Regions from separate parts of the Mus musculus genome. Here all the other regions are linked to region 1. Evidence: chromatin contacts called from public ChIA-PET, Hi-C and HiChIP or PLAC-seq data. All regions are on one chromosome and are shown on one strand. The core of a region is the stretch at or near the end of the contact, and the rest is flanking DNA. Distances in the headings are between cores, read along the strand shown. Region 1 holds the start of Tmbim6 (transmembrane BAX inhibitor motif containing 6). Region 2 has its middle 16 kb from the start of Lima1. Region 3 holds the start of Lmbr1l (limb region 1 like). Region 4 holds the start of Tuba1a (tubulin, alpha 1A). Region 5 holds the start of Cox14 (cytochrome c oxidase assembly protein 14). Region 6 holds the start of Troap (trophinin associated protein). Region 7 holds the start of Smarcd1 (SWI/SNF related, matrix associated, actin dependent regulator of chromatin, subfamily d, member 1).

Region 1 (3,095 bases), core at 184-2,683:
GCGCAACCTGATTTCCCCATGATGAATAATGGAAGTGGAAAAGTGGATCTAAGTTACAGGCTGTGTTTCTCAAGGACTCCAGACACTCTCTACTAGGGGAAAACTGAGGGGAATCTAAATGTCCACTTGTTCAAGTCAAAGCAGAAAACAAATTAGACAATAAAGAAACACCAAAGAAAATAAATGTAGCAACTACTGACTTAAGTGTGTTAGCAGAAGGCATGAAAACGTGATTGGGCAATTCAGGGACTTCCTGAATCATACCTCTCTCTTAAGATACCCATACAGCCACAAGGTAAACCACATACAAATATTAATAAGTAACTACAAAGTCTGGCATTGACCTTCAGCCTTCAAATTCCTGTCTGTGTTTCAGGCAGTCAGCTCGTCCGAAGTGTTACACATTCACAGGTAGTTTGTGTAACTGGAGAGTCTCAAGTTCAAAGTGGTTTTGTTGTTTGGCCAACACAAGCCTGGTTGGACAGGCAAAGCAACCTGGCCTGGCACCAGACAACTTGTTTTTGTTTTTGTTGTTTAAAAAAAAAGAAAAGGAAAGAAACGAAGGCAGGCAAGCCAAAGCCTACTTATCAGTCAGTCCAAGAAAAACAGTACCCATCGCCGCCCTTCCGGGGCAGACTCTGGAACTCACCCAGGGTTCAGGACGAAGCAATCAAGGCCACCTCACCTGTCCAGAGGCAACCAATCAGATCAGAGTGGGGCTGCTCCGTGGGCCTGGGGAGCCAGGCTAAGCCCGGGGCTTCTCACCTCGGCCTCTACCATTGGCTTCTAAGTAACTAAGGAATCTCGAGTGTCATAAAGAAGTGTGACATCACCTGGCCCGCCGTGACAGGGCAGCCTTATAACCAGGCCTACCTCAAGTCCCCAACCCCGACGGCTCACCCAGGCGAGGCAGAGGAACCCGAGAAGGAACAGCCGAGAGGCGATCGCAGGGTGGGGCGGGGTGACCACAACGACACAGCTTTCTCTTTCGTTTACCTCAAAGTCAGGGGTGGGGGACCCGTCCCGAATTCAAGCCCTGAACTCGGCTGAGGGTGGAAGGGACGCAAGCGAGGGTCGCTAAGAGGCCTGCCTTCGCCACAGACACAGGTCCAACTGCCCGGGAGACCCCGCAGACTCGCCCCCGCCGGCGCTGCTGCGCATGCGCGGCATTAGTTCCTCCGCGTCCCTCCCCGCCCAGCTTTCCTTCGATCTCGACGCAGAACAGGCCGGGTTGCCTAAGGAGCTGATCCGTCCGAAAACGGAAGCTACTACCCTCTCCCGCGCTTGCTCCCTCCCTATCCCTCACTCCGGGTTTGCCCGATCCTAGTTTCGCACGTACCTTCTCAGCCCACCTCTCCGGAGCTTCCCTGCTCTGCTAAAACCGGATGTGCTCTGAGTCTCCGGGGGTTGGCGCTGGAAGTCTACCCACACCCGCCCCCTAGGGAAACCCCGCCCTCAGACCTGCCCAGGCGAGTTCTCATTGGCCCCCGGCTGCACTGCTCCTGTCCGTTATCTGCACGTTCATAAACAGCAGCCGCTTTCGTCAGAGTCATTGGCTAATACCCCTGTCAATCAAGACTGTAGCCACCAACCCGCACCTTAGCAATAGGCCTCCGCCTTCTTCCCCCTACATAGGAAGGATGGACGTCGGGCTTCAGACCCATGGAGTAGGAAAAGTGAAATGGGGCGTGTCAGGCTTAGACCGTTGTCATGTGAGACCACCCACCCATGACACTAAAATGTCCCAAGATGCTGGTTTTAAGCCTCTCATGGGATGGTAATGAAGGAAAGCGAGGCAGCTCTCCCTGGGATCTCTGTTTTGTTTTTTGAGACAGGGTTTCTCTGTCCTGGCCTTCCTGGAACTCACTCTGTAGACCAGTCTCTTAAGTGCTGGGATTAAAGACATACGCCACCGACACCCGGCTTTCTCGAGACCTTTTAACATTGAATATAATGGCGCTTACGCTTCAGAGCACCTTTGAAGGGCCAGCCATTCTACAGGGACCCAGGGACCCCAGCCTGGAGGGTCTGAGGCTACCCGGTAGCTCAGGAGCCCCAAGCAAACTGGCTACAGAGACCACAACCACCTGCATGGAAGTGAGTGGTTTTTGGTAGTTACCCAAGGCCCTGCAAGTCAGGTGTAACGGCCTCAAAGACCTGGTCTTGCAATCCTAACCAGCTCTTTAGAGACCTGGCCAAGGGCGGTCAAAGAGCAGGTGGTTCCCTGGCTCGCCACGTCCCTTAGGGCGTGTTCCCTAGTTGGAGCATAACCTAGTTGGAAGGAGCTGTGAAGCTAATTTTAAAAGAGAGAAAAAAACCAAAAACCAGGAGCCTTTATTTTCTTATTTTTATTTTTTGTGGCCTATGCTTTTAAAAATCAATTTCACAACTCATTAGTACTGTCTGAAATCACAAGTATAGAATGGGTTCCAGCTGGATCCTGGGTAGTTGAGGGCTGCATGCTGAATTAGGGCCCTGAAGGACTCCAGAGTGAGGCAGCCTGAGGAGTGTGTAGAGGAAAGGTGGAAGACCATCTGAGCCTCTCAGTTCTGCTTCCAGCAAAGCCCTTAGGGCTGACCATGGTTTGGGCCAAGGTAACTTTTACCTACTACACACTCAGGAGGTAGAGGCGAGCAGATCGCTGGTCTGAGAGCAGCCTGGTCTATAGAACGAGTTCCAGAACAGCCAGAAATACCCAGAGAAAGCACGGAGAAACGGGGTTGGGGGTTGGGCAGATCAGAGACAGAGACACTAGAGACAGAGAGGAGGAGGAGGGGATCGAATGGGAGGAGGTGGAGGTGGAGGTGGAGGTGGAGATGGAGATGGGGGGGGGGGGGACCAAGTAAGCCTGCACTCTGGAGGTGGAGGCTAGAGGATCTGAAGTTTCTGGACAGTCTGAACTAAGGACATCGTTTTTGATTAGTTTTTCCCAACTGGGAACTCTTGCACAGGTTATGCTCCAACTGGGGAACTAAGGGAGGTGGGGAGTGGGGAACCACCTTATGTAAGTTAAAATTAACACGTTTTAAAAAACCTGCCAGGTATTGGCATAGGCCCTTAAACCCAGTATTTAGGAGAGGGAGGGAGGCAGGTCT
Region 2 (3,095 bases), core at 332-2,831, 500 kb before region 1:
AAACAGAAAAAGATGCCAGGTTCTTTTCTTTCCCTTCTGTGTTCCACAGAGGCTCCCAGCCTCCGGGCTCATGCCAGCTCACATCTGAGTGTGGGTTCCTCCGTTAGCCAATCGTTTTTTGGTAACTCCCTCATCGGCGTGCCCAGAGGGCCTTGTTTTGCTAACCCAGGTATCTCTCAATCCAGACAAGCAAGATTAAGCACCTCAGAGTACAGACTTAGTTATTTTGACTGTCTTTGCTTCGGGTTTCCCGAGTTACAAAATGGTAGCAGTAATAATTCTCAGCCTGCACCGCCAGTTAAGATGAGCTGGGTTAATGCTGGCTTGGCTCATTTTAACAACCTCCGTGGGTTAGGTGTTCTAGTTAAGGTGCTGATAACCTCTGGCCTGTTCTGTATAGCTCATGAGCTAAAACATTTTTTGTGTTTCTAAATGATTGTGAAGAGGAGAGGGAGGGAAGGGGTATAAGACCAAAAGGGAAAGGCTAGGATTGGTGGTATATGCCTTAGTCTTTCGAGACAGGCTTTCTCTGTGTAGCCCTGGCTATCCTGCTTGGTGGAGATCTTCAATGGTTTCAATAACATTCTAAAACTCAGGGCTGGAGAGGTGGCTCAGTGGTTAAGAGGGCTGGCTGCTCTTCCAGAGGACCTAGGTTCAATTCCCAGCACCCACATGGCGGCTCACCACTGTCTGTAACTCCAGCTCTATGAGTTCTAACATCTTCACACAGATATACATGGAGGAAAGACATCAATGCACATAAAATCAAAGTAAATATATATTTTTAAAAAAATCTAAGACTCAGATTTTTTCTAATAAATATGTATATTTTATTTGTGAGTTTTGTGTTTGCTGTTACAGGCCTGTACCACCCTGCCTAATATAGATATGCATGATACTATAATAGAACACATAAAAACTTGCACTGATAGCTATACAGGCTCAGACTACAAATGATCAAAGAAGCAGAAAGCCAGGATGGTTAGCACACACCTTTGACCCCAGCACTTGGGAGGAGGCAGAGAGGCAAGTGGATCAATATAAGTCTGAGGCCAGCGTGGTCTACATAGCAAGTTCCAGGGCTACAGAGGAAGACCCTATGTTAAAGATATATAGGTATATAGATAGACAGATATAGATGATATAGACAGACAGGTGGTCTATATAAAATATATATACAGATAGACAGACAGGTGGTAGACAGACAGACAGACAGCTTTTGAGCCAGGTGGTAGTACATGCCTGCAGTCCCAGAACATCTGTTATTCTTGTATTTGAGAAGCTCAGGCAGGTGGATGTTAAGTTCCAGTGTAGACTACATAGTGAAAGGGTGGAGGGCGGGGGGGGGGGGGGGGCGGCTCTGAGCATGGGTGTGTGTGTGGCTGTGACCCCAGCACTTGAGAGGTGGGAGCCCCAGGAATATTGCATATTCAAGGCTGTCTCAAAATCAAAATGGGGGGGGGGGGAACCAACTCACGTTCATTGCCTTCCTTGAAAACTAGATCTGAGGCTGACTCTGGAGTTTTTACTGAGAGCTCACAGGAAGCCCGACGACCTTCACTGTTTGTCAGTAGAAGAGCAGGGTGGTGCAGAGTCTAAAGTATGACCCCGGCTAGTCACATGGAGACCGTTTTGTTTTGGTCTATGTTTTGAAAGTAAAAAAAGGACAGTTTTTCTGCATGATTCCAAAAGTACATTTGGACGTCTGAACACCTGCTGACTGTTGTTTGCTAACAGGGGTGTGACCCGCCTCCCAGTAAGCTGTCTGTGCATTTTGGTATTTCCTCCTGCCTTTTAGAATTAACAGCTGCTTCACGGTTAACTGGGAAAGAGCAGGTGTGTTGGAGATCGGAAGAGGAACCAGCAGTGGCCAACCTAAGCAGCACTGCTGTCCTTTGCACCGGAAAAGACCGACGGGAGGAGAAGAGGAGGGACAGACTCTGGTGATTTAAGGTGACAGACAGACAACAAGAATAACTGTCTTTGACTTTAAAAGCTGTGGTACGAAAGGACATAATTAAATTACACAAGGACAAAGAGGGATAGAGAAAGACGAAGAGGTGTTCTCAGGTCAGCTTGCCACTACAGCCACGCACTGTTCTCCCAGCGTTCCCTAGAGAGTCTTCCCCACCTGGTGACATTTGAGGTATTAAGCATGTGAGATGAGATTGGGCACCTTAAGCATGTGACCCTTAAGGGGCTGGCCGTGCTCCCTTCCTGCTGAACTAGTTTCTTATCCCAGAGGCGGATCCTGGAGCTCAGGTGTTCTCCAGTTTCCCAGTGCTCTGCGGGCTTCTATCGCTCTCTCTGAAAAGGACGAGGAAAAGCTAACAGATCAGATTCTGCTGTGGGGTGCACTGTTTGCCTCCTGGAAATCCAGCGTGGGAGAAAAGGAAGGAGTCTGAATTTACTGACGATGGAGCCCAGGGTCCGTCCTTTCAATATAACTGCAAAGAAGCAGCTGACTGAAACCAAGAAACTGGTCTCATGAGTACACGGTCAATATGTCAAAAAGGGTTGGGCATGGTGGTGCACGCCTTTAATCCCAGCTCTTAGGAGGCAGAGACAGGAGGATTGCTGTGAGTTCTTGGTCAGCCTGGTCTATACAGTAAGTTCCAGACCAGCTGGGACTATATAGTGAGACTCTGCCTCAAAAATAAATAAGATGGAGCTAGAGAGATGGCTCAGAGGTTAAGAGCACTGGCTGCTCTTCCAGAGGTCCTAAGTTCAATTCCCAGCAACCACATGGTGGGTCACAGCCTTCTATAATGAGATCTGATGCCCTCTTCTGCGGTGTCTGAAGACAGCTACAGTGTACTTACATAATACTAAATAAATAAATCTTAAAAATAAGTAAATCAATAAGATGGGGGGGGTGAAAAATGGGAATCAGGGGTGAATCTGAGAAAAACAAAACACCATTATGTACAGGCATGGAATGTCAGATACTAAGTTTTAAAGTATTCTAAAAAGAAGTAAAAAGGAACCGCAAACAAACTCTTGACTGCAAAGCCCGAGCTCACTCTCCCAGCCTGAGGGTGTACGCCTGGGTGTGGGCCCCCTCCCCTTCCTAATGCATCAGCTCCCTCATGTGA
Region 3 (3,095 bases), core at 165-2,664, 470 kb after region 1:
GTGCTAGGAATGGAACTTAGGTCCTTCTCCTGTTACCAACTGAGCCATCTCTATAGCTACCCCTCCCAAATGGTTTTTGCTTTGTGTTTGAGATTAGCTGAACCCACAGATGTAGAACCCAACAATGCAGAGGGCCAACTATATAAACATAAATGTATACACGGGATGTATTTATTTTGTTTTTGAGACAAATTCTCACCATGTTACTCTGGTTGTCCTAAAACATTATGTAAAGGGCAGACTGGCCATGAATTTATAGATCCACCTGCTTCTGCCTTCCTAGTGCTGAATTAAAAGACGTGTGCCACAATGCCCAGATGGTTTCTGAATCTCAAAGTAGGACTGGGCCAACCTCTATTTTCTAGTTTCAAATTAAAACGTTAAAACGTTAAAATGTTAAAACATTAAAATTAGATAAAGGCTATAAAGAGAACAGCACATAGCAGGGAGTTAATGTTTGGGAGTTAATGTTTTACTCAACCCACTCACCAATATTCCCTGGGATATTTCCTCAGTTTCGGGATAGCCTGGGCCTGGTAATACATGCAATCAACTAGGAAGCTGAGAATTCAAGGGTAGCCTGGTTTGCATCGCAAGACCTGTCTCAACAAAACAAAAGTTTCATGACATTTTTAAAAAGTCTCCTGTTTTTTTGTTTTTGTTGTGGTTTGTTTTTTAACTATTTGTTCTCTAATACCCTAGGCCTTCCACAAAAATAACTGTGTGAAAGCTGTCTGGAGTGGCAGGGAAACTCCAATAACAAATAAAAAAACGCATCGGGCAGTGGTGGCACAAGCCACTAATCCCAGCACTTGGGAGGCAGAGGCAGGCGGATTTCTGAGTTCGAGACCAGCCTGGTCTACAGAGTGAGATCCAGGACAGCCAGGGCTACACAGAGAAACCCTATCTCGAAAAACCAAAAATAAAAATAAAGAAAAAGAAAAGAAAACGCTATGGACCTTTGGGTTACAGGCAGCCGTCCCTTCAGAAGACCCCGTGGTGCTTACATCTTCTCGACGGGCTGACCTGATCCCAACCTTATTCGTTTAAACTAAAATCCTGACGGATACACATCCTGGAACCAACCCTCACATCTCAGCCGTGGACCACAAGGACTCTTAGTTTTAGAACAGCTTCGACAGGCCAAAAACATCCCGCCTCCTTTCCCAGAATGTCCTATCAGCGCACTCCTAGCGATGACCGACAGTCTACGAGGAACCAGTAAGTTCCGCTCCTCTGAAGAAACCCGCCCAGGCCTTGTGTCGTCACTGGGCACCAAGCCTGGCACTTCCGCGTAGCCGGGCGGCGGGTACTTGCGTTGAAACGTGCTTGCGAGTGACCCCACCTTAAAGGGGAGGGGACCGAGGGGGACCCGAGCCCTTTAAGACTAGGCGGGCTGGGGCCTGCCCCTTTAAGGGCGGGGCGTCCGACCGCAGAATCTGAGCCCCAGATTACCTTGAGTTTCCGTCACGGGCAGCGAGGAGAGGCGCTTAGGCTGGGTCCGGGTGCTTGGCGGGCGGCGGCGGCCTCATCCCCGCTCGTCCTCCCCGGGCCCGGAGACACCCCCGCCCCAGTCATGCTGAGCAGAGTATGGAAGCAGCTGACTACGAAGTGCTATCCGTGCGAGAACAGCTGTTCCACGACAGGGTCCGCGAGTGCATCGTGAGTCCGGGACCTGGGCGGGAAGGGGCCGGGCCGAGGTGGGAGGGGCGCGCCGCGATGGAGACGGGAAGTCCAGCTGCCTGGGCTCCGGAGCACCTCGACCCCTGCGAGCGCCGGGGCCGGGCCGGTGAACTCCCGGTCGGGTCGGCTGGGTCCCTGAGCCGTAAACAAAGCCGCCGGGTTTCCGTTCCTCGGCCGCTCGCCCCTCCCCCCGCCCCTTCTACTCCACCCCCGTGGGCGTTCCTGGCGATGGGGGTCCTCTAGTGTGGAGCGTTTGATCCTCTGGAAAAGGATGGATTTGCTTCGGGACAAGTTAGTGTGCGTGTTCCCCCTTAAAAGTAGATGAAGGGCAACCATGGTTGATGTTGAAATGAAGGGAGACTCGGTCACATTGAGCAGTTAACCGGGGACATGCGATGGTGGCGCGAGGGGCGAAGGAAAAGTGGGAGCTGTAGTGGGTCCTCCCACTAAGGAAGAAAGAAGTCCTGTCCGACGAGATGGGGTTGTAAGAAGTGGAGATGGAGGAACACCGAGGTTTCCCCGCCTGTTTTCTCTCCCCTGTAGTAGTGGTTGTTTTCATTCCTTCTGTGATTGAATCCTGGGCCTCTGGCATGCAGCATGCCAAACACAAGCCAATACAATGACACACACCCCGCACGACTTCCGGATAATTTGTTTGACACTCAGACTGGGTTTCCAGCCATCCCGTGTGAGTTCTCATGTGTGGGTGGGGTGGGGTGGGGTGGGGTGGGGGTGGGAGGGTCCCGGGTCCGCAGTGATCCTGAGCGCATCTAGCCTGTATTTCTTATTCTTTAAGCATTAATCTAGAATTGCAGTTGAACTTTCCATACGGCAGTGTACTACTCTAGGGTAGGAGCACCCGTGGGACTTAGGGAAATCTATTTTCCTTGGGCCTGCTTTGAATGATAATCTCTTTGTCTGCTGGGTTTTTTTGTTTTATTTTGTTTTGTTTTCCCAGAGAGCTCTGCACATACTAAATGAAAAGGGAAGGGTTTGGAGGAGTGGAAGGAGATCTTACTGAATAAAGGGGAGGGCTCAGATGGTGTCTTTCTTCATTTTTCTCAGGCTGAGCTTTAGGCTACCCCTTGGCATGCTTAGATTGAAGAAACGGTAAAGGGGACTAGGTCTGCCCTTACCAATGAGGGCATACGAGTATCTAGCCCCAGGATAAGAGTCGGGTAGCATCTCTTCTGTGTTCCTTGGGAGAGGTACACATTGGGGATTGGGCATATCACGGTGGGGGGCCAGGGGGGGGCACATCCAGGCCTTATAAGATACTGACCACCTGGAGGGATGAGGCCGAAGAAACTGCTCAGTATGTGTTTCTGCCTCCTAAGCCATTAGCTTAGGACATCAGCTCCAGCCAGGGGCAAGTGAACGTTTCTAGTGTCTCCTGAATGTGGCTCCCATCT
Region 4 (3,095 bases), core at 285-2,784, 440 kb after region 1:
CTCTTTTCCTCTAAAATTTCATCCTGCAAATTATCAGTGGTCCGCAGCTCGGAGACTCACTATATAGAGATCTTCCTTGCTGACAACGGAGCCTTTCTACATAGCAAGAGAGTGCCACTGTAATCTATTTCCTAGGAGTGAAAGCAAGGCATTTTTGTCCCAAGGGGCAATTGAGCAAGGACCACAGTCTCTGGCTGAGCAGCCTTGGGGAGAGCAGCTACAGTTCCCACAGTCAGAAGCCCAGCTGCGGAAGGGGCTATTTACAGAATTCAGGGAACTACATAAAACTGCAGCAGGGCTGGCACTGCACAGTTGTCTGGGGATGAAAACATCACAAAATGGTTTCCTTTTATATTATAAAACGCTCCTCTTTTTAATTTGGCATCTCAGTTATTTTTTACTTGATATCACCCCTCCCCCTCCAAAAAAAAAAAAAAGACTGGAGAAATACAAGCCCACACAAAGAGCTAGTTTTTAAACTCAATTCTTTCTCCTTACAGTTTCTGAATTCCATATTAGAAAGGATGGCTCATTTCTAGGGACAAAATAACACAGGCTCTGGGGTGAGGTAGGGTGGGGTAGGGGGGCGGGCACGGAGGGGTGATGGGAGAGAATTACAGCTAAAGAAAGAAAGCTCTCTAGTATTAAGTACTACTTTGTATATTATTTCTCTCTTCTCTTCTTTCTTTCTTTCTTTCTTTCTTTCTTTCTTTCTTTCTTTTTCTTTTGGTTTTTGAGACAGGATATCACACTATATATCCAGGGTGGGCACAAATTAGCTGCAATCCCCGGCTTCCCAGTGCTGGGATACACAGGAATAAACCACTAAGGCCAGTTAAGATGACCTTGAGCTGCAAGTCTTCCTGCCTCTGACTCCCAGGTGCTGTTGAGGTCACAGGCGTGGTCTACTCGTACTGACTTTTGCTCAAATAATAATAAAGAATAACAATAATACAATAACTATGAAACTAAACATTCAGCCACGCCTTTTTGACCACCCCCGTATCTTCTGCTACTTTTTAAAGCAAATAGAGATGTTGAATTCTGACAGAACGTAATTAAATTCAGTATATTAAAAATGAAAAGCTGGAATTTTCCAAAAAGATTCTAAACATAAATTCTGTGATTAAGTGTTGGGAAAAACCTTAGATGATTTTTAAATACAGTTTAAGGTTTAAACTACGTATAATCATCCAACCCCAGTTTTCTTTCTTCCCTTTCCACCCCTCCCCAACTCCACCCCATAATGGATGCTCGGCTAGCTGCCTTTGCACGGCCTTTGTCTGAAGGATGCAAAGTCTACGGATGCTAGGGGGAAGGGGTGGGGGAGAGATTACCTCATACCATGTCGCTTGCACCAATCACCACTCTCCTGTCGCGGCTTCTCTGGGCAGACAGAGGGGTCTGGACCAACAGGAAAAGGCCCTGGCCCATCCCCATGGTGACAGAGCTGTATATAAGGAGCCGCATCCGCCCAAGTGCCGCAGGTTCTCTTACATCGACCGCCTAAGAGTCGCGCTGTAAGAAGCAACACCTCCTCCTCGCCTCCGCCATCCACCCGGCAGCCGCGAAGCAGCAACCATGGTGAGCAAGCCTTCCCCGGCTCTCGGTAGATAGAGGGTGGGTGTCAGTCGCCCCAGATCTGCAAGGAAACGTCTAAGGCTTTGGTCACCTCTGCGGGGAAAGGGTGGTCTCCATGCTTTAAGTTTATCTTAGTCTTTGAGTCCCGCCGCCGCAGTGCGGGACACGGAAACGCCCAGACCGGGAAGAACAAAGGCAGCGCCGATGAGCTAGCGCTGGCAGAGCCAGGGACTGCAGGGGACCACGGGGACCGCCGGGGACGGGTGGGGGATCGAGGGTCCGCTGCTGTAGGAGGGCAGGGGCGGCGGCCGAGCCCGAACTCCAGAAACACCGCCCCACTTCGCTAGGAAAATGTTTAGTTTGCGTCGGATCCATGGCAGCCGCTGTCAGGGAGGCGCAGGGGCGGGGTTGTTTGTCTCTTGCTTCCGTGGCGTTTTGGGAGGGGTTGGTTCTCACTAAGCCTCTTCCGAGCGGTTTTTTTTTTTTTAATTATTTTTATTTTTACTTTAAAAAAAATCGTTGTGGAACTGTAGTCATGGGATGTTTCGTCTGCAGGGCTGTCAAAAATACGATTTGCTTAACGGGGACATCTCGCTGAGGGGGGAGGGGAGCTGGATGGTTGGGGAATGACAAAGCCCACTTTGTGAATCCTAGAGTACGCTGATGGTCAGAACCCAGGGAAACGCCCTTCCCCGCCCCCCACCCCCGCAGACAATGAAAGTAGTCCCTCCACAACAGACGTGTATCTCTATAGAATGAAATATTAGTGGTATGTAGAGATTCATAGGATAAAAATATTATTTTCTACTTTTAAATTTAGCTATCTTTTCACTTGTTTTTTTAAAAAATGTTGGCGCTCATTGTTTCTAACTTAGCCTGCTTTAAGAATATTTCCATTCCATACAGTGGAAAACCTTCAAAAAACAATGGATTTTCTGCAAAGAAAAAAATTATACTCTGCACCCAACCATCTTTTGTTCTAATAAATGTGCACTAATTCATTAATTCAGGCTAATGGCCCCAGCCAGGGTTAGGAGGGACCATGAAAGCAGCACAAAGAGATCGCATAGACAGCTGCTGGAAATAGAGCTTTCTCTGTTAAATAATGTAACAGCACAGGCTAGCACCAGGCACAGAGAACGTGGCAATGCAGAAATCAGACTTTGTCTAGCTTGTCGACTAGCCAAAGTACTGATGGGGTCTGTCTGCAGAAGGGTGTGGCTCCTGGCCTCAGCCGCACTGCAGATGTCAGTGTTGAAATAGAAGGTCCTATAGTGTGAGACTCTTTATTATGTAGCCTAGCCAGAGTACTGATGGGGTCCACAGAAGGGTGTGGCTGTTGGCCCCAGCCGCACTGCAGATGTCCATGATGAAATACCAGGTCCTATAGGATGAAAACTTCATCCTTACTTATCGGGTAAAGAAGCAATTAGTATTATTATGGATAATTATTTTGTTTTACAGAATCTATGCTTTAAATATTTTTCAAATATGAAAGCTGTTCTATTCAAGCA
Region 5 (3,095 bases), core at 244-2,743, 330 kb before region 1:
TCTTGAGTTCAATTCCCAGCAACCACATGGTGGCTCACAACCATCTGTCATGGGATCCAATGCCCTCTTCTGGTGTGTCTGAAGACAGCTATAGTGTATTCATATACATAAAATCCAGAAATAAATCTCTTTAAAAAAAAAAAGTGACCAGCCCACCCAGACTATACTAGGAATCAAACCTGGGTCCTCTGGAAGAACAGCAAGGCTCTTAACTGCTGAGCCATCTCTCCAGCCTCAGAACCATATTTTAATCAGGCTACTTATTGTGGTAGTGAAATTCTCCCGAGAGAGGACCTGAAGATAGACTTGAGGATGTGTGTGTCTGGGGGATCCTGCCTGTAGAGTGCCAGAGTCACTTCGCCCTGGTGAAAAGCTAATTTCACCTTGTTCACTGATAGAGAAGATTTGAGTATGATTTAAAGTGGGATGTAACTCAGTGTAGCAGGCACAAAGCCAGAGGTTCAGTCCCCAGAACTGCATTAAACAGAGCATGTGGTATATGCTGGAAATCCCAGCACTCAGGATGTGGACATGAGACCCTGTCAAAAACAAAAAACAAAAAAACGGGGGGGGGGTGTGAAACAAAAAGAAGCAAATCCGAGATAACCTCAAAAACAAACAATAAAACCCTGAAGTTAGAAGCCCAGATACAAGGATTAACTTTGGAAATAAAAGAAACTCTTGAGACTGGCAGAAGGTTTTCATCTGATGGGCATCCTTTACAAAACAAATAAGGATCAAAGCCCTAAAACCACCCCAGCTTCTGTCATTTAGCCCTCTTTGGAGAGACTTGGTGTCCGCAGAAAACAACTTCTGACTAACGGAGCCCAGAAAGGTAAGCTATGAACCCCATATTCTGTAGGATCAGAGAAGGTGGTGAGGACCTCAGAGAAATAAGTGGCTTTGAGGGACCGTGAGGAGCTTTGGGGTTGAGGCGAGCAGTTTCAGAAGGGAGGACAGCCAGGCCGCAGTCACACCAGGAAGGCGGTCGGACTATGACAGCCGGGGAGCCAGCAGGGGCTAGCACAGCGCAGGGACTAGGAGCCGCGCGCTCTCAAGGGCACAGGCCGAGGACGCGCGGTGCGGGACACAGGGGAGCGGAGGGGAGCGCGGTGCGGGGCACAGGGGACAGCAGGGACTCGGAACGGGGAGCAGGGGAACAGCGTGAAAAGCGGCGACACGGGGAGCAGGGGGCGCGGTGCGCCGAGCAGGAGAGCGTGGGGGGAGGGCGAGTGCGCTTGGCCGTCCGGCCCGCGGCCTACCTGGAGGCTGCAACTCGGCCGCGTCAGAGCGATGCCTGCTCAGTCTGCCACTCGCAGAGTCGCGCGGCCGCCGCAGGGCAGGAAGAGGCAGTCACCAACGCGCAGCTCCTCAGCCACTGGTGCTCAGCCCCGCTCCGGACCCGACACCCCCTGCGAAAACTCGCCCACTAAAGCGAGAGCCAGCCTTGAACTTCCGGCTTCTACCTCTCTCTTACGCACGCTCAGTCTAGCCTTCCTCTCGGAAAGGCCCATTGAATTCTGGGGGGTGTGGTTCTGGTCCATCAAGAGCGCTCCTTGGAAAACGGGAAAAATTTTAGCTCAGAATTAGCCAATCCGCAGTCTAAGTTCAGTGACGTAAACTGTAGCTAGGTAGATCCTCGGAATTCTCCAGCGATGGGCCTAGCGCCCCCTACCGCCTGGAGCGGCCCTTTACAGGGTGATCCGGAGGAACCGACCTTAGCTGGACCAGCACTAGTGAGGCCACAGAATGGGTGTAGGGGGTGAGTCGGGGGATGGGAGGGTGACTCGCTAATATTTCTGCCTTGTGCGCGACCTCCTCGTAGGCAGGCAACGTGACAGACCCTGTAAGAAGCGCTGGGAAGACTGGCTGACAGCTTGGGTGGAAGAGGGGATACGAAGCACAAAAGGGGACGGGGGTGGGGTGGGGGGGTGGAGGTGGGGGCTGTGAGCAGAGTGGACGCCAATGCCGATTGATGCCCGAGTGTGGCTGCTATTAAACAAGGATGATTTTTTCCACTTCTTGTCTTACATTGAGTAAAACATGCATGCAGTGATACATGACCCCACACACTGCCACATAAACTCCCCCAACTCTTCCAGTTTCTGGAAAAACCACACTTTATTGGGTAGACAAGTGGCCTGACAGAAGACCTCAGATTCACAGTTGACTGACTGAGCAAACATAGGTTAAGGTGTTGGAATCTGTCTGCATCCCGCCCCAGTCTCCCGGGGAACAGCTCTGAATTGAGTCATGCGTGGGAGGGTTCCAGCCCAGTCGGGATCGATGACAGGGCCCCCCCTCTTCCCCTTACCCGACAGCTCTGACCTTCACTAAGACGGAATTCTTAAAGGCTAGGAGCAGAGAGGGACCTGGCACCTTAATGTGTTAGTTTAATATCAAGCTGGCCAGAGCCACGGTGTCCCAGTTGCTGCCACACAGGAAATGGAGACCCCTGGTGGAGAGAGAAACCTCCAGCTATTTATAGCTAGCGCTCCAGGCTGCTGATCTGTGACATTCTCTTGCTGCCACCCAACTTTGGAACAGGGCCAGTGCAAAGCAGTCTCCCATCCCCCTCTGATCTCCCTCACCCCAGGGCAGGCAGTTTTCAATTGTCCTTCCCTCGAGTTCCCCAGCTCCTGAGGTGTGTGGGTCCGATCTCGCGAGGACCTTGTTCTGTTCCGAGGACAGCTGGCCTTGGACTAGGACCCACCAACCCTTGTGGAAACCTACTGAACCTTTGAGCTGCTCCTTAGTTCTAAGCCTACAGATGCCGGGTGGCCTTCCAGGCTGGGTGAGAACGACTTGGGCAAAAGGAAAGGGCAGAGTCAAGAATATGGGCTGACAGCCCTGAGGACGATAAACTATAAATCCTACATTCTGTTAGACGTGAAGTTGGTGGTGACTGCAGAGAGAAGCGGCCTTGTGGGGAGGACCCTGAGAAGAAAGGTCAGCAGTAGGAGGGGCTGGCCGGGGCCGGAGCTCCTGACTGGGGAGGTGGACAAATAGGAAGGTCAGGGGAGCCTGAGCCATCTGAGCCTGCTGTGAAAAGAGTGTAGCTCTGTCAGCAGATTAGATTCCTGCTCCCCAAAGAG
Region 6 (3,095 bases), core at 233-2,732, 320 kb after region 1:
GGGCTACACAGAGAAACCCTGTCTCAAAAAAAAAAAAATAGATCTTTAAAATATATATTTATGGGCTGGTGAGATGGCTCAGTGGTTAAGAGCACCCGACTGCTCTTCCGAAGGTCCGGAGTTCAAATCCCAGCAACCACATGGTAGCTCACAACCATCTGGAACAAGATCTGACTCCCTCTTCTGGAGTGTCTGAAGACAGCTACAGTGTACTTACATATAATAAATAAATAAATCTTTAATATATATATATATTTATTGTTGAAAAGGAAGAATTAAAGCTGAAGTATGGACAGATTATAAAGACTCAGCATAACAATGAGCAAATGACTGTGACTGTCTTGCCCAGGGTTGCTAAAAAGGCCCAGAAGATGTCTTTTTTTTTTTAGATACAATATAATTGTTTAGGCCTGGAGTTCAATAGGTAAAAGGTGTCCAATTCACAGAGACCACTTGCCTCTGCCTCCTAAAGTGCTGGGATTAGAGGCATGAACCACCATGCCAGGCAAAAGATGGCATTTTGCTGAAAGTGATGGTTTCTCAGAGCAAAGAGGTTTCTGGACAAAACCCAGGTCTCTTGCAGTATGCAAGACCTCCACTTTGGGTCTCCCATTCTCACTCAGCCAAGTAGGCTGCCCCCAGGTCTGGAACAGGTACCTGTCTGGGGATGGGTCACAAGCCCCACATTTGATCCCCCAGAGCTAGGCTTGAGTTCCTCCAGAGGGTTCCGCAGGGTCTTCAAGCTTGGTGATTTTTCAGTCTGGTGCAAGGTTTTCGATCTGAGGCCTGCCGTGTCAGTGAGTGGACGTTGACGTTGAGTACTGCGCGGTGGTTTCTGTGCTGGTGTCTAGGGGGAAGGGGGAAAAAGCTGGGATTCAGTGCGGGGGTGGGGTGGGGATGGGGGGTGGGGGTGCATTGCTGACTCGAGGTGCCTCCTTGTGTCCAGCCCCTCCTACCCTCGGATCTTGGTTCTCCTGGTCCAGAGAGCGCGACTTGACTGAGGAAAAATCTTGGCATCTTTGGGAGAGTACTGGAATCTTGCTAGGGTTGGGAGATACACCTCGGAGATGGGGATCCTTATTGGTTTGGAGGGTAGTCATGGCGGCTATAATGGAGATGAGAGAAGAAGGTAGACAGGACTGAGGACCAAAGCAAATCACTTCTCAAAGCATGGGTGCTGATATCCCTGATTCTTTCCCCTTGGTCCCAATCCATGTGCCTAGAAGCCCGCACCGGCAGCAAGGCCGCTCTCCTGGCAACTCTTCCAGAAACCCTAAGTCTGCTATCTCGCCCCGGAGCTCCAAACTGCTCTCCTCCCTAGGAACCTCGGCAGGACTCCCCTCTAAGATCCTCGTGCCGCACCATTCCAGGAGGCCCTCCGGGTCACCTCTACTTCCTCGGGTTTTTCGCCGATTTCTTGGGTTTCTGCTTCTGCTTCTGCTTGCGGCTGCTGCTGCTTCCCCGGTTTGTAAAATACGCCAAGCTCCTGATTGGCTGGTACCCGGTGACTCGGAGGGTCGTGACGTCACACGGAGCCACCCAATCCGCAGGCTCCGAAGGCGGGGCCAGAGAAGGACTAGTCGCCGAAACGTTTTCTTGATGGGAGAACAACTGACCAGCTCTCTCGGCCAATCCGAGGACGGAGCGCGAGTGGCAGGATGGGGGCGGAAAGCCAGGGAGGATGCTGTTCTGAAGCCCGGGAAGGCCAGTCTGGACTGCAACGGGCATTACCGTACTCTCGCGAGAGCTGGAGCCAACCGAGGGCTGGCCCCTCATGAAGACCGCGGAATTGTGGGAAAGATTGGCCATCGAGACCACTGTTGACCACACTCTGAACGTAGTGCACGGCCGGGTTTTGGGAACCATGGGCACTTCTTGCAGGAGATAGGAGCCTAATGGGTGAGAGGGCTGGAGGTACCTGAACTGTTGGAGCCCAACGAGAACGAGGAGCCAAGAAATCCTGTGTCCACTCGGACCTCACACCCTGGTGGGATGTGGTCAGGCCCAGGGTGGCTGGAGCTCTGTTAATCAGAATTGAAGGGCTCCTCCTGGGTGGGGAGATCTCTGCATCTTCAGGTTTCCTTCCACCGGTCTGGATGAGAGGGCTCACCTGCTCCTTACTGGCAGGCAACTGTGAGGCTGCCAGATGATGGAGATGGGGGTGGGCAATGTCTCACCCCACCCCACCTGAGAGTGGCCTCAAACTCGCAGCTTCCTGCTTCAGGAAGCTCGGATTGCACACTCCCTGCATAGTTTAAAGGGTGCTGACCAGCAAGCCAGGAACATAGGCGTGCTTCCGGATCTCCCCTTCCATATGCCACTTCTTTTCACACCTACGGATTTTATACCTTTGAGCATCTATTCAGCTGTTTAGCCAGATGAAACAGAGCACACAGAGACAGTCAGCTTGGTTTTATTTTATTTTTTTAAAAGATTTATTTATTATTATTCATTAGTACACTGTAGCTGTCTTCAGATGCACCAGAAGAGGGCGTCAGATCTCATTACGGATGGTTGTGAGCCACCATGTGGTTGCTGGGATTTGAACTCAGGACGTTTGGAAGAGCAGTCAGTGCTCTTAACCGCTGAGCCATCTCGCCAGCCCTCAGCTTGGTTTTAAAAGCGATTGTCTTCCAAATAATTTCCTTGCCCAACCCCTTGAGTCGTTTTATTTTAAATATATATGCTTTTAGTTAAACAATTTATTTTTATTATATGTAAGTACACTGTAGCTGTCTTCAGACACTCCAGAAGAGGGAGTCAGATCTCATTAAGGATGGTTGTGAGCCACCATGTGGTTGCTGGGATTTGAACTCAGGACCTTCGGAAGAGCAGTCGGTGCTCTTAACCTCTGAGCCATCTCTGCAGTCCCCCAACATTTTTTTTAAAAAGATTTATTTATTTTAAGTATGTGAGTACACTGTCACTGTCTTCAGGCACACCAGAAGACGACATTGTATCCTGTTACAGGTGGTCCTGAGCCACGATGTGGTTGCTGGGAATTGAACTCAGGACCTCTGGAAGAGCAGCCACCATTCTTTTTTTTTTTTTTTTTTTTTCCGAGCCAGGGTTTCTCTGTGTAGCCCTGGCTGTCC
Region 7 (3,095 bases), core at 357-2,856, 310 kb before region 1:
CCTTGACCCTCAGCCTGGTACTGTCCTGTTACCTTGATGGGACGTTTCAAGGCCTCCTGGATATCTAGCCGCTTCCTCATAATAGTCTGGTCCAGTTTCCTTTCAAAAGCCAGGAGATCCATGTAGGCCTGTGATTCTGGGACCAGTTCCCGAATCTTAGGAACAGAAAGACAGAGATGGGATGGGGCAGCCCTCGTTCTGACCACTTCTATTCTCAAAGCCACTACCCCTTCAAGGAGACCTCTGCAGCTGCACTCACCCTTTGAGGTAGGATTTTGTCAGCCATCTTCTTTTTCTTTGCACTGTTCAGAATAAATACTGTGATCAGGTTGGGATAGGAACTAGTCAGAACGTGAGCAGTGTTGTGAGCACCTTTGTTTATGGTTACAGCCAAGGCCTACGAAATGACTCTCCATTTAAAGACGCTACCTCTCCCATGACCACCAAAACTCCACTGCATCATGAGGCCCTGTTAGTCCCTGCAGCACCGTTTGGTGCCACAGCGCTGACTTCCTGGTTCTGCATGCCCACCACCAGCATCCTCACAGGCCTCCTCTCCCCCATACCCTTCTTTCCTTCACCCCCAGGGGTCATCTTACTTGTGATTTCGATTTTGGACCGCCTGCTGCTGGACCTGCTGGATCTGTTGAGGTGCAGGTCTCTTGCGGGACTGGTCCATCCCTGACTGGGCCAGACCAGGTCGGACTGAAGGGTTCCCCCCATAGCCAGGAGGTCCCATGGAAGGTCCCTGAGGTGTCATTCGGCTACCTGGCAGCATACCTGGTCTCTACAGAAGGGAGAGGACCCAGAAATGTCATACTTTTCCTTGCTAGCCCCACCAAGAAAGGAAAAATGGTGGCAGCCTGGATTTCAGGAGTGGGTTAGGGCTGGGGGTGGGGTGGGGGGACAACAAGACAGTCCTTTGCTTCTTTGAAATACAGTCACTGGACCTTCAGTGATTTCATTGCATATAGTCTAAAAACTAGATTATACTCAATTTTTCTGGTCTATGCTGGATCTGACTCACCAGACATGTCTAGTCAGCCCTACATTTCTTTTTTTACTAGCTACTGTCTCCTCTAAAGCTGACCTCCATTTGCAGCTATAACAGCCTGGGTATTCCTGGGGACACGGGGGCTGCCCACTCCCCTCTGCATTCCATGACCATCCCAGGGCCCACTTCGCCCACCCTGGTTCCACACTCACTCCTCACATGGAAACAATGCCGCCAGGAGCAGGTAAGGATGCTAACCTCCTCCCCCCCCACACACCTCCACTCCCGGCCCGAGCCCCTCCCCAGGGAGTCCCTCCCACTTCTCCCTCACCCCTGTCAGTCCTCCGCCCTCGCTCGGCCCCGCCCCCGGCCCGCGCGCCCCTCCTCCTGTCCCACTCACCGGATAGGCCGCCCCGGGCATCGGAGAGCGGTACAGCCCTTGACCCGGCGCCGGGCCCATTCGCACGGGAGGCCCGGGAGTTCCGCCCGGGCCCAGAGCAGCCGCCACGCCCGCTCCTCCTGAGGCTCCCGCGCCGCCGCTCGGAGCCACAGACTGGAAACCCGCCCGGGCCGCCATCTTCCCGGAGCCGCCGCTGCAGCTGCACAAAGAACCGGAACCGGAACTCCCCCCGCCCCCCGCGCGCCCCCCGAGCGCCTGGGCTGTTTGTGGGCCCGGCCCGCCGGCGGGCACAGGCGGCTCGGAGCAGCGAGACTACGGGCTAGAGGGGGCGACTAGCGGGAAAGGCGTGCTGACCACTCCCTCCCGCCTTCACGGGCCAGGAGGGAGCACCATAGAGAAGCGGTGTGCGGATAAAGAGGTGCCGGGAGCGAGCGCCTCCACGCGGTTGGAGGACGGTAAAAAGCCTTGCAGAGAGCCCAGCCCATCCGGCTGGCGGCTGGAGTGATGCTTCACCTTGGCCCAGTGCATTTACCTCTCCAAAGCATTCTGGTTGCCTTGCTTTTCGTTCTCCTACTGCTCAGACTCCGGGTACTAAAGAGGAAAACGTGCTGTTTGTTCGTTCGGGAAAAGTAGAACTCGAAGGAGATCAATGTCGTGGCAAAGACAAATCAGCAAGAGAAAACCCATGCCGGGCCGTGGTGGCGCACGCCTTTAATCCCAGCACTTGGGAGGCAGAGGCAGGCGGATTTCTGAGTTCGAGGCCAGCCTGGTCTACAGAGTGAGTTCCAGGACAGCCAGGGATACACAGAGAAGGCTCGGGACCCTTCACCTCAGACGTTTAACTTAAGATTTTGATGCGTTTTTTCCCGTGACTTTTCTCCAAAGAGTCCTGGATATTTGTTGCCATAGATAACTGCTGGTCCCCTGCCCAGTGATCAGACGAATCCTGAGCCTGTCTTTTCCCAGCAGGATCAGTGTTTACCTGATCAAGTATGTAGGGTCTGGTGTAGCCCAATCTAGCGTTAAACTCACTGTGTAATGGAAGATAGCTGCTCCATCTCCTACCTGCTGGAATTACAGGTATAACCACCACACCGGGCTACCACTCAAATTCCCTTACTCTAGTTGTGTGGCTCTCAAGGCAAGCTCCATTCTAAAGGTAACACCCACAGTTTGCAACTAAAAACAGCACTGGGCAGGATAATGGCAGCTCAGGCTTTTAATCCCAGCATTTTGGGAGGCAGGAGGATCTCTGTGAGAGTTCGAGGCCAGCCTGGACTACAGAGCCGTTCCAGGACAGCCAGGGCTACACAGAGAAACCCTGTCTCAAAACAAACCAAACAACAAACAGAAAACCAACACTGAAGAGATGGTTGAAACCCAGTTTATTAGACCAGAGGCATGCGTCACCCAGAGCCCCTCCTGCTGCCCCCCCAGCCAGTGTACATTTCTCAGCTTTGCCCTGTTTCTTTCTGGGGAGTTCTGATCTCTAAACAACTCTTGAGAACCAAGAGGTCTCAAAGATGCCAAAGCCTTGCTCTCTGGCTCCAGGCCAACGTACACAGGTGATCTGCCCATAAGTCCTGTTTTGGGATTAGAGACCAAGAGACAGTGGGGACAGAGAAGGCCAGGAATGAGATTGGAGAGCTGGCCTGGGAAGGGTGTCTGGTTGAGGAGGCCCTCTACCTCACCTTGTGGCCC

The links. A called contact is a pair of places that touch in the nucleus more often than the background predicts. ChIA-PET counts read pairs in DNA pulled down with a chosen protein or histone mark. HiChIP or PLAC-seq counts read pairs in DNA pulled down with a chosen protein or histone mark.
Region 2: a Hi-C map of liver shows a contact between it and region 1, with 1.8 times the contacts expected there. The contact joins the enhancer-like site here to the promoter of Tmbim6 in region 1. A contact is called at or near these places in 1 of 39 promoter capture datasets (hippocampal neurons), 1 of 484 Hi-C or Micro-C datasets (liver) and 3 of 115 datasets of contacts at active chromatin or transcription factors (embryonic forebrain, embryonic stem cells and pancreatic cancer cells).
Region 3: a contact with region 1 is called in an HNF4G HiChIP or PLAC-seq map of pancreatic cancer cells. The contact joins the promoter of Lmbr1l here to the promoter of Tmbim6 in region 1. A contact is called at or near these places in 2 of 484 Hi-C or Micro-C datasets (both in liver) and 1 of 115 datasets of contacts at active chromatin or transcription factors (pancreatic cancer cells).
Region 4: a FOXA1 HiChIP or PLAC-seq map of pancreatic cancer cells shows a contact between it and region 1. The contact joins the promoter of Tuba1a here to the promoter of Tmbim6 in region 1. A contact is called at or near these places in 1 of 484 Hi-C or Micro-C datasets (embryonic stem cells) and 2 of 115 datasets of contacts at active chromatin or transcription factors (bone marrow-derived macrophages and pancreatic cancer cells).
Region 5: a contact with region 1 is called in an RNA polymerase II ChIA-PET map of effector CD8 T cells, with 14 read pairs. The contact joins the promoter of Cox14 here to the promoter of Tmbim6 in region 1. A contact is called at or near these places in 1 of 39 promoter capture datasets (liver), 1 of 15 datasets of contacts at CTCF or cohesin (the NIH/3T3 cell line), 4 of 484 Hi-C or Micro-C datasets (embryonic stem cells and liver), 3 of 115 datasets of contacts at active chromatin or transcription factors (effector CD8 T cells, embryonic stem cells and pancreatic cancer cells) and 1 of 9 other capture datasets (adipose tissue).
Region 6: a contact with region 1 is called in an H3K4me3 HiChIP or PLAC-seq map of stem cell-derived neural progenitor cells, with 4 times the contacts expected there. The contact joins the promoter of Troap here to the promoter of Tmbim6 in region 1. A contact is called at or near these places in 1 of 39 promoter capture datasets (second pharyngeal arch cranial neural crest), 4 of 484 Hi-C or Micro-C datasets (CD8 T cells, cortical neurons, nephron progenitors and 1 more), 12 of 115 datasets of contacts at active chromatin or transcription factors (the SCID.adh cell line, SST interneurons, T-cell acute lymphoblastic leukemia and 6 more) and 1 of 9 other capture datasets (adipose tissue).
Region 7: a contact with region 1 is called in an HNF4G HiChIP or PLAC-seq map of pancreatic cancer cells. The contact joins the promoter of Smarcd1 here to the promoter of Tmbim6 in region 1. A contact is called at or near these places in 3 of 39 promoter capture datasets (the 3T3-L1 cell line, liver and neural stem cells), 3 of 484 Hi-C or Micro-C datasets (all in liver), 4 of 115 datasets of contacts at active chromatin or transcription factors (the NIH/3T3 cell line, embryonic limb bud, extraembryonic endoderm stem cells and 1 more) and 3 of 9 other capture datasets (adipose tissue, liver and pancreatic islet).

The regions. Positions count from the first base shown.
Region 1 is chr15:99,391,285-99,394,379 of GRCm38.p6, reverse strand. It overlaps Tmbim6 (transmembrane BAX inhibitor motif containing 6), which reads right to left and starts at 1,433. Exons shown (of 10, transcript NM_026669.4): 1 at 1,340-1,433.
Region 2 is chr15:99,889,692-99,892,786 of GRCm38.p6, reverse strand. No RefSeq gene overlaps it. Among named protein-coding and RNA genes, the nearest start is that of Lima1, 16 kb to the right of the region's middle. Within about 2 kb of position 1,581, at least 102 of the 459 cell types and tissues checked have an H3K27ac peak or open chromatin away from gene starts, as enhancers often do. A contact at or near this core is called in embryonic stem cells, liver and pancreatic cancer cells, where this site is marked.
Region 3 is chr15:98,916,417-98,919,511 of GRCm38.p6, reverse strand. It overlaps Lmbr1l (limb region 1 like), which reads left to right and starts at 1,414. Exons shown (of 17, transcript NM_029098.3): 1 at 1,414-1,662. The coding sequence starts at 1,591. Gm41396 (a long non-coding RNA gene) reads right to left here and starts at 1,543. Exons shown (of 5, transcript XR_001781764.2): 1 at 1,456-1,543; 2 at 490-599.
Region 4 is chr15:98,951,940-98,955,034 of GRCm38.p6, reverse strand. It overlaps Tuba1a (tubulin, alpha 1A), which reads left to right and starts at 1,534. Exons shown (of 4, transcript NM_011653.2): 1 at 1,534-1,584. The coding sequence starts at 1,582.
Region 5 is chr15:99,724,016-99,727,110 of GRCm38.p6, reverse strand. Cox14 (cytochrome c oxidase assembly protein 14) reads right to left here and starts at 1,493. Exons shown (of 2, transcript NM_183256.3): 1 at 1,263-1,493. It overlaps Gpd1 (glycerol-3-phosphate dehydrogenase 1 (soluble)), which reads right to left. Exons shown (of 8, transcript NM_010271.3): 8 at 2,097-3,095. It overlaps Gm16537 (predicted gene 16537), which reads left to right and starts at 2,637. Exons shown (of 3, transcript NR_155353.1): 1 at 2,637-2,794.
Region 6 is chr15:99,073,360-99,076,454 of GRCm38.p6, reverse strand. It overlaps Troap (trophinin associated protein), which reads right to left and starts at 1,482. Exons shown (of 14, transcript NM_030159.1): 1 at 1,363-1,482; 2 at 957-1,105; 3 at 658-847. The coding sequence starts at 1,100. It overlaps Gm34284 (predicted gene, 34284), which reads left to right and starts at 1,786. Exons shown (of 3, transcript NR_155351.1): 1 at 1,786-1,899.
Region 7 is chr15:99,700,798-99,703,892 of GRCm38.p6, reverse strand. Smarcd1 (SWI/SNF related, matrix associated, actin dependent regulator of chromatin, subfamily d, member 1) reads right to left here and starts at 1,606. Exons shown (of 13, transcript NM_031842.2): 1 at 1,395-1,606; 2 at 600-787; 3 at 260-302; 4 at 33-155. The coding sequence starts at 1,571. Asic1 (acid-sensing (proton-gated) ion channel 1) reads right to left here. Exons shown (of 12, transcript NM_009597.2): 12 at 2,763-3,095. It overlaps Gm34939 (predicted gene, 34939), which reads left to right and starts at 89. Exons shown (of 3, transcript NR_168656.1): 1 at 89-267; 2 at 391-651; 3 at 1,103-2,486.